Regions from separate parts of the Mus musculus genome. Here all the other regions are linked to region 1. A link is a contact called in public Hi-C and HiChIP or PLAC-seq data. All regions are on one chromosome and are shown on one strand. The core of a region is the stretch at or near the end of the contact, and the rest is flanking DNA. Distances in the headings are between cores, read along the strand shown.

The links. A called contact is a pair of places that touch in the nucleus more often than the background predicts. HiChIP or PLAC-seq counts read pairs in DNA pulled down with a chosen protein or histone mark.
Region 2: a contact with region 1 is called in a Hi-C map of cortical neurons, with 2.2 times the contacts expected there. The contact joins the enhancer-like site here to the promoter of Rab3c in region 1. A contact is called at or near these places in 1 of 39 promoter capture datasets (macrophages), 4 of 484 Hi-C or Micro-C datasets (cerebellar granule neurons, cerebral cortex and cortical neurons), 5 of 115 datasets of contacts at active chromatin or transcription factors (embryonic forebrain, embryonic hindbrain, embryonic midbrain and 2 more) and 2 of 9 other capture datasets (macrophages and pancreatic islet).
Region 3: a contact with region 1 is called in an H3K4me3 HiChIP or PLAC-seq map of embryonic forebrain, with 5 times the contacts expected there. The contact joins the enhancer-like site here to the promoter of Rab3c in region 1. A contact is called at or near these places in 2 of 39 promoter capture datasets (3T3-L1-derived adipocytes and macrophages), 2 of 484 Hi-C or Micro-C datasets (cerebral cortex and cortical neurons), 6 of 115 datasets of contacts at active chromatin or transcription factors (embryonic basal ganglia, embryonic forebrain, embryonic hindbrain and 3 more) and 2 of 9 other capture datasets (adipose tissue and pancreatic islet).

What each region holds. Positions count from the first base shown.
Region 1 is chr13:110,278,862-110,281,561 of GRCm38.p6, reverse strand. Rab3c (RAB3C, member RAS oncogene family) reads left to right here and starts at 1,356. Exons shown (of 5, transcript NM_023852.5): 1 at 1,356-1,567. The coding sequence starts at 1,544.
Region 2 is chr13:110,144,535-110,147,234 of GRCm38.p6, reverse strand. All of the region lies in intron 3 of Rab3c (RAB3C, member RAS oncogene family), which reads left to right. Among named protein-coding and RNA genes, the nearest start is that of Gm41057, 35 kb to the left of the region's middle. Within about 2 kb of position 1,409, at least 22 of the 459 cell types and tissues checked have an H3K27ac peak or open chromatin away from gene starts, as enhancers often do. A contact at or near this core is called in cerebellar granule neurons and cortical neurons, where this site is marked.
Region 3 is chr13:110,126,663-110,129,362 of GRCm38.p6, reverse strand. The region is part of intron 3 of Rab3c (RAB3C, member RAS oncogene family); the gene reads left to right. Among named protein-coding and RNA genes, the nearest start is that of Gm41057, 53 kb to the left of the region's middle. Within about 2 kb of position 1,447, at least 23 of the 459 cell types and tissues checked have an H3K27ac peak or open chromatin away from gene starts, as enhancers often do. A contact at or near this core is called in cerebral cortex, embryonic forebrain and forebrain, where this site is marked.

The sequences.
Region 1 (2,700 bases), core at 107-2,606:
ATCTATCTAAGGAGATGAAGTTCAAAGATGACTCGAATTAACCTTTGTATGACTGTCTGTGAATATCATGAGGGTTTCAACTTTGACTCTGCCTCTCATGTCATAAATCTGACATCTTGAAAAGGTGGGGGGGGGGTCACAGATAGCTTGCATTCTGGAGGGGAGAGGACTTGTCTCAGCGACGGACGACAAAAGTCCTCTCACACATTAGAAGTTGACAAAAGCACATAAATGTCCAGTTTAGAGACGTGAAGGTCATGGTATGAAACGTTCCAGGAGGAGAGTAATTGCAATATAAAAGGAATAGCTGCACGCGCGTTTAAGAAAGGACTGACCGGCTAACTTAATCTAGATCTCCCATCTCATTCCGTGAAGGTGCTCCAGGGCTCTGGTGATGAATGTGTTCATTTTGTGTGACTTGCTTTTGGTAAATAACCCAGTGCCCTATCAGCTCTGCAGCACTCAGGTAGTGTGTGTGCTGGGAGGGCTAGGGGAGGGGCCGCTTGGCACGGGCGCCCCTGGCACTTCTTAGGAGACTAGCAGCCTTTTCTTTGCAGCTGTCACTAGAAGACTTCTGGGTTTCCCTCTGAAAGAAAGCCCTCCATCTAAACCCGCTGTCCCTTCCATCCCTCATTTCGGTCTCGCAAACCACTCCTCCAAGCCTTTCCATTGTGCTCTTTCGCCTGCATAAGACCTTCATCTCCTTTGTAGTGGGGAGACTTACTTGAGGCTATCAGAACCTCCGGCTGCAATGGAGCTGTATGGAAAGGTAAACAGAAAGGAGTGCCTGGCGGGCTCAGTCAGAAATCTAGCTTTTGTGGATATGTGTGTGTGTGTGTGTGTGTGTGTGTGTGTGTGTGTGTTCGCGTTTGCGTGCGTGCCGATCTTCTCAATTCAGTCTTGCGGATGAACCGCTTTTCTTATGTGTGTGCCACCCACTGCCGTTTTCCCCGCACGATCGTTGAATAAGACTGTAAAACTACTCCACTCTGGGTAAGTATAAACTTTCCGGGTTCAGGATAGAGATAAGGTAAAGCCCATTTGCATTGGAAATTAGAACAAAGTGCTGCGTTTTCTAGCCAGAGAGATACAGTCTGGCTTCCAAAAGCGATACTGTGAAGAAAAAGTCCTAGTTTGGGATGAATTGGTGTTATTGTCGCTAGCGCTCTTTGAAGAAATGGTTAGGCAGGCTGAGAGCGAGAACAACCGGTGTAACTGGAAAGAAGGGAGGTTTCCACCGCCCAGTGCAGCTGGAGGGGCTAGCCCGAGGGAAATCTTTCTGGGTCTCTGGGAATTGTAGTTCACAATTTTCCCATTTGAGCATTTGCCTCTTAAGATTAGACTACAACTCCCAGAAGCTCACGGGGTCCCTGGCCAGAACGCTTGTGCGGAGTCAGGAGCGGACAGCTCCGGTGCTGATGTTGGAGCGGGCTACAGAGCCCCACGCGTGCGGAGTGTTGCGGGGAGCGCGCAGGCTGTGCACGCTTGACCAGGCTCCCGGACCAGCGCTGTCCTAGCAAGAGAGAAAGGACATTTGCCTACAATGAGACACGAGGCGCCCATGCAGGTGGGTCTACAAAGAAAGAAAGAATGGTCTCGGAGAAACTGAGAGGGTCTCTCTAGCAGCTCAGGGGACTTGATGAAAGATAGATAGGGTTGTTCATTTTCTTTCTGGGCTCCCTAGGAGGTTGAGTGTGGAAAATGAAAACACGAGCTAACAAAGTGAGGACAGCCCATCTCTTGTTGTCTTTGATGGTCTTGGCTTCCTGGGTTAGTGATAGCGGTGTGAACTGGAGAATTTTCTCACGAATTTACTGAGAGTTCTCCATCTCGACTGGGTAGAGCGAATTCAGCTTGGTTAAGGACATTAAGAAAGAAATGTCAGTGTCAGTATCCCCCAAAGTGGTCTAAAAAACAAGAAAGATAAAAGAAAAGAAAGGGCAAAAAAGATTAGGGTCCTAGTATCAGAGGTAAAGAGCAAACACATTCACAGTTATCTCAGAGCTATGACATCCTTGATCTATGTCTGCTTAACTGGCCGGAAACGTTTCGAGGACCCTCTCTTCCCCAGCATTCCTGTGATGAGGTGGCCATTCACTGTACCACTAGATTCCCCATTTTAATCACATTCTTCGGGTTTACTTCCTTCAGAAATGAAGAGTACCTCTTTTGGAGCTAGTCACCTAAGTTATGCTTTTAAGTAAAGACTAGTTTTGTTTCTCCTATCTGTGTACAATTGATTAAGGCTAAACATAAGTCTATGTTTGTTAGCCAAGCTAAAGACTTGTTTCTCCTATCTGTGTACAACTGATTAAGGCTAAACATAAGTCTATGTTTGTTAGCCAAGCTAAATGGGCTCATTGCATAACAGAGCGGCGTTTTATGAATGGGATGAGAAGATTAGAAAGCACTCCATTTGGAATGTGTTGCTTCCCTTCAGAATCCACCTCTGTTGGTAAACTCAGCAACATAAATATTTGACTATCCAGTCTCAAACATTCCCCATGGTTTCCTCCTGAATCAAGGACTTTATACATCTGCTTTCATTTACTTTTAATTTATTTTATGACTTTTATATACGTATTAAGGAATCCTAACTGGACGGTTAAATGAAAACACTATAGAATTTAATTGTTTTCAGGAGTATTATATAATGGAAGACCTCAAATTACATTAAGAGTTATTGAAAAATTGATTCGT
Region 2 (2,700 bases), core at 160-2,659, 130 kb after region 1:
GTCTGGCGGTTCCTCAGAAAACTGGACATAGTACTACCGGAGGATCCAGCAATACCTCTCCTGGGCATATATCCAGAAGATGCCCCAACAGGTAAGAAGGACACATGCTCCACTATGTTCATAGCAGCCTTATTTATAATAGCCAGAAGCTGGAAAGAACCTAGATGCCCCTCAACAGAGGAATGGATACAGAAAATGTGGTACATCTACACAATGGAGTACTACTCAGCTATTAAAAAGAATGAATTTATGAAATTCCTAGCCAAATGGATGGACCTGGAGGGCATCATCCTGAGTGAGGTAACACATTCACAAAGAAACTCACACAATATGTATTCACTGATAAGTGGATATTAGCCCCAAACCTAGGATACCCAAGATATAAGATATAATTTGCTAAACACATGAAACTCAAGGAGAATGAAGACTGAAGTGTGGACACTATGCCCCTCCTTAGATTTGGGAACAAAACACCCATGGAAGGAGTTACAGAGACGGAGTTTGGAGCTGAGATGAAAGGATGGACCATGTAGAGACTGCCATAGCCAGGGATCCACCCCATAATCAGCATCCAAACGCTGACACCATTGCATACACTAGCAAGATTTTATTGAAAGGACGCAGATGTAGCTGTCTCTTGTGAGACTATGCCGGGGCCCAGCAAACACAGAAGTGGATGCTCACAGTCAGCTAATGGATGGATCATAGGGCTCCCAATGGAGGAGCTAGAGAAAGTAGCCAAGGAGCTAAAGGGATCTGCAACCCTATAGGTGGAACAACATTATGAGCTAACCAGTACCCCGGAGCTCTTGACTCTAGCTGCATATATATCAAAAGATGGCCTAGTCGGCCATCACTGGAAAGAGAGGCCCATTGGACTTGCAAACTTTATATGCCCCAGTACAGGGGAATACCAGGGCCAAAAAGGGGGAGTGGGTGGGCAGGGGAGTGGGGGTGGGTGGATATGGGGGACTTTTGGTATAGCATTGGAAATGTAAATGAGTTAAATACCTAATAAAAAATGGAAAAAAAAAAAAGAAAATCACAATGATTTCCAATAGAAAGCATTTGTTTCCACCCTGCTGAACATGATGAGTAATGTAGAGAAGATGGCTAACCCTATCATCCTAGAGCACGGAGAAGTTCTGCCAAACGCTTATTTTTATTTCCTTTGAAAGTAGAAAAAAAAAAAAAACACAACAACAACAACAACAACCTTGGGCAGCAGTAACATGAGCTGACATTTGACCTCGACAATTTGGTAGAACCTGACTCCCAAATCCATGCTGAAAGGATGCAAATGTATTCCTTCAAAGAGCCTAAGAGCATACTGTCTCCTAGGCTGCACCCTCAGCCAGAAGATTAGAGGGTCCAGACAAGGAGAAAGCAGGCACTCTGCATGGGCAGAACCTTATGCTAGAAGCAAGCAACCCGCAGTGTGGCTCCTGCGAATAGCATCCCTCTCTGTGGGGAGTGACAGGCCAGAGGGAGGAAGGTCTTCTTGTCTTCAGAGTAAGCACTTCTCTCTTAGTCTGTCAGTCTTAGCAGCATCTACTTCATTCTGTCTGACTCCTCTCTGCCTTTAACAAGCTGTTCATAGTAACCTGTACACACGTGTCATACCCAAGAAAAGTGGCTAGAATCTAGGTCTTCAGTTTGGGGACTTTCAGAGTGATCCCTTTCCAAGACTTGCTTGATTTAAACAAACCAAAAAGCACTAACGCCTTTCACCTGATACTAAGAGAAATGCTGGCTTGCAGACTTCTTTTTTTTTCTTTGATACATTATCACAGCTGGTGCCTTTAGATTAAGAGAAAACCGAAGTATCTACGTGATTTATACAGTTTCTACAAGAGGCAAACGCTTTGCAAAGAGCATGGGCAGCCATTCAGTGAACTGAAATGAGGAAGGCAAACAGACTTCAAGACATTGTCCAAAGCGATTCCCCTGATAACTAGCAGATTTGCAAGCAGGGCTGAGAGGTTGCCAGGCACTCTGGCTTTATTCTGTTATTCATCTCTGGCAGGCAACCAGTCACCCAACCCCGAGCTTTGTCCTAGATACAGGTTCCGTTCATTCATTCTTCCAATAAACATTCACTTGGCCCCTGCTGTATGTCTCGAAGGGATGCAAGCAGCAAAGCCCTGTGCATTTCAAATAGGGAAATCATGGCTTGCGGTAACTGTAAGGGAATAAAGCCACAGAGATATTTGAGTGAAAATTGACAAATTTCCTGTTTTGTTTTTGTGAGGAAGCATCTCGAGCATGTGAGAAATCAATATGAGACATAGGCTTAGGGATATAAGTGTTCTGCTCCTGTTTTGACTGTCACTTCTTATTTATTCAGTGGATTTAAAGGACTAAGGTAAACAAACATTCATATCTACCAAGTGTTTGCTATATCCCAGGCATGGTTCCAGACCCTAGAGACAACACCGGGAACAAAGAGAGATATTGGCTCTTATAGCTTAGTAATAAGAGAAGAGGAAAATACATATAAAAATAATATGGATGGTGACAGACACACAGAAACTTAAATGACAGAGTCATGGTAGAGTGCATCCAATGTTGCTATAGATAAGCTTGCCCTGTACAGCCTCTGTGGAAGACCCACATTTAAGGAGAAGTCCAAAGGACAAACAGGCAACCACAGGGACAGAGGGTTCCAATGTAAAGTTTATGCAAAACCCACATGGTAAA
Region 3 (2,700 bases), core at 198-2,697, 150 kb after region 1:
AGGTAACATTTTCTTTTATGGGAAGATTTTAAAAGTCTGACAGAGACATCGCATGAGGAAACAGGAATGATGTCAGAATAGAAATGTCAGTTCTCCCTGGGTTTCTAACACCACCTTACCTTCAAGTCTGACTATACTTTTGGATATCAAAGACACATCCAGATATCTTAGCTGGGTAGAAGGGCCTGGCTTACCATCATCCTTTTCCTTGTGGTCTTTTTAAAGATGGCTGGCAACTCCCCGAATGGAAAGAATGCAATCCCCGGTCTCTCCCTTCCCTTTCCAAGTACATGATCCAGGAGAATTTCTGCTGCCTCAACTCTTCTCAGCCTGGGCCTCCTCAAGTCTCTCTATGTATGTCTCTGCAAATTCCCTAGATTCTCTGAAGATTTGGATTTTGGAAAACAAACCAACAAATGTACACATTACTTGTCTCTGCCCAGGGTGAGGGATGAGGAGAAGGGCAAAGGCCCAACTCAGTGTAAGAGAGCACGCATGAGTCCATGTGTCAAAGCATGATGATCAACTTATGTGTGGGAAATAAACACAATGCGGTTTATTATATGTCCCATACCCCAAATAGCAAATATCGTGCTGATATTATGCAAGAAGTCTTTTGGCGACAGGGAGAAAAATGGCGAATATTATCAAGATGACAGTGAAACTGTAGTTAATTTATTTTTTTTTTCTGAACTTCCAAGTTTCCTAGAAGAATGTTCTGTCTATATAATTTTTAGACTATGTTTTGAATTATTGAAGAATTTAATTTCTTGGCCTTGGACTAGTTGGGGTAAAAACTGGGAAAAGCAGTCCCACTTCCATCCTGACCTTAGGGAGCTGTATCTGCCATTCACTGAGCAAAGACTCAAACCGCCATCATGTGCCATGAGTGGCAGGCGTGGTAACAGTAGCACTAATGAACAGATAATTTCTCCTTGTAATCTTTGGTGGGCATAACCAGGCTGTAGCAAAGCCTGAGAATCCATCAGCGAAAATCGGTCCCTTGTTATTCAAGTCAAAATGCTAGTTGCTAGCAGTAAGTGCGGAACACTTCCCTCTGCTGTTGTTGTTCAGCAGGGAATCCAGACATCAAACCTTTCACTTTTGAATTTAAAATTGTTTTTATTATTACAATGTGTGTATGTGCGTGTGAGTATTTGTGTGTGTGTGTGTGTGTGTGTGTGTGTGTGTGTGACAACAATGTTCTGTAGTAGATTCTTTCTTTCAACCATGAGTTTCAGAGACTAATGAAAAGCCTTACTTTCTGAGCTGTCTCCCTAGTCCCAGCCTTTATCTCTCTTTACAATATTCAGAGTTTGGATACAGAGAGCAGTGGGAAGGTTGAGTCAGGGGAAGACAATTCTACCTGCCCTCTGCTAGCTCCGCATTAGGTCGCTGTTTCTTTTTCAGGCCCGCTGCTAGCAGTAGGCCAGAAAGCTTTGATCTTAACGGATGGGCATTTAACACAGGCTGTTCCCTTGATGTGCACATTTAATTCAGCGTGTTCTGCACAGTGCTCCAGCCTGGCATTTTTCCATATAAGGAGTTCACAGCATCTTCCTGCAGCACTCCTGCCTCTGTCTTGAAATGCAGCCCGAGATGGCTTTGTGTTTGCCGCACGTGTTGTAGGCTGAACACCACAGCAGCAAAGCTGCCGCCTCCTCTTCCAAATCCTTCCAGGTAAGTGGGGTGCATCCCATGGCTGTCTGTTTCCCAAAGGACAACTCGATGAGTCGGGTTACTTTATATTTTAATGTGAGCGAACGAGTTACAATCTGGTTTAATGATGTTTGTCTGTCGGCTTATATCAGAACAAACCAATGCCTTTGTGTGGGTATAATTTTCTCTTTGGGAAAGTGTTGTTAGACCCTGCTTTGGGTGTGATTTTAAACGGAATTGGTGAACACTGAAGACACTCTTTTCACGGGAACGTGCCCTTTGGGTGCACTAATGAGAGGTCTGGTGTAGAATAATACTTGGAGCCAGGGAAGAGGAGTGTTTCAACCTTAGGTGTAATGTTCTCTTATAAATAAATGCCGCCCAAGTCTATGTAGAACGGCATTCTCATTGAAAGGAGCCATAGCTTTAAGTGGGTGGCTGCATTTGAGGTCTTAGCTCCAATAGGCAACACTCCCCAGAGAAATCTCACATTTGGTATGATTGTACATAAAGGTGTCACGCTCGATTCCCCACTGTTTCTCCTGTCTAATGCCTGTCAAGGTTTTGCAAAAATATCTCCAAGTCCAGATGCGGCCATCATAGTGAAGGGACGGATGAGTGAGGAGACTGAAAAGTAGAGTCTGGGTTTAAGAACCAACACAGCGCACAGAGAGAGTGGAGTGAGAGAGCCTAAGAGCCTGCAGCCTCCAGGAAAGAAACAGTCACTAAAGGGCATGAAAGAGGGAGGTGGCATTATAAAGACAAAATTGAGGGCATGGCCTTTTTTTTTTGTCTAGAAAAGGCAAGCAGCAGCATCTCGTTTGCTGTATCCTATTGCTATCTTGCTTTGGGTACCAGATACCTCACTTAGGATCCAATCTTTGCACAATGGCCAGGGTGAGCCTATTACAAATCCCTGCTGGCGAATGGCAGAAGGGTACGCATGATGTGTAGGTCTACTTAAGGATGGATGAGGCCCCTGAGCGGATGCTCTTTAGATGCATTCAATACCTGTGACTGCGTGCCTACGTCAACAGTCAA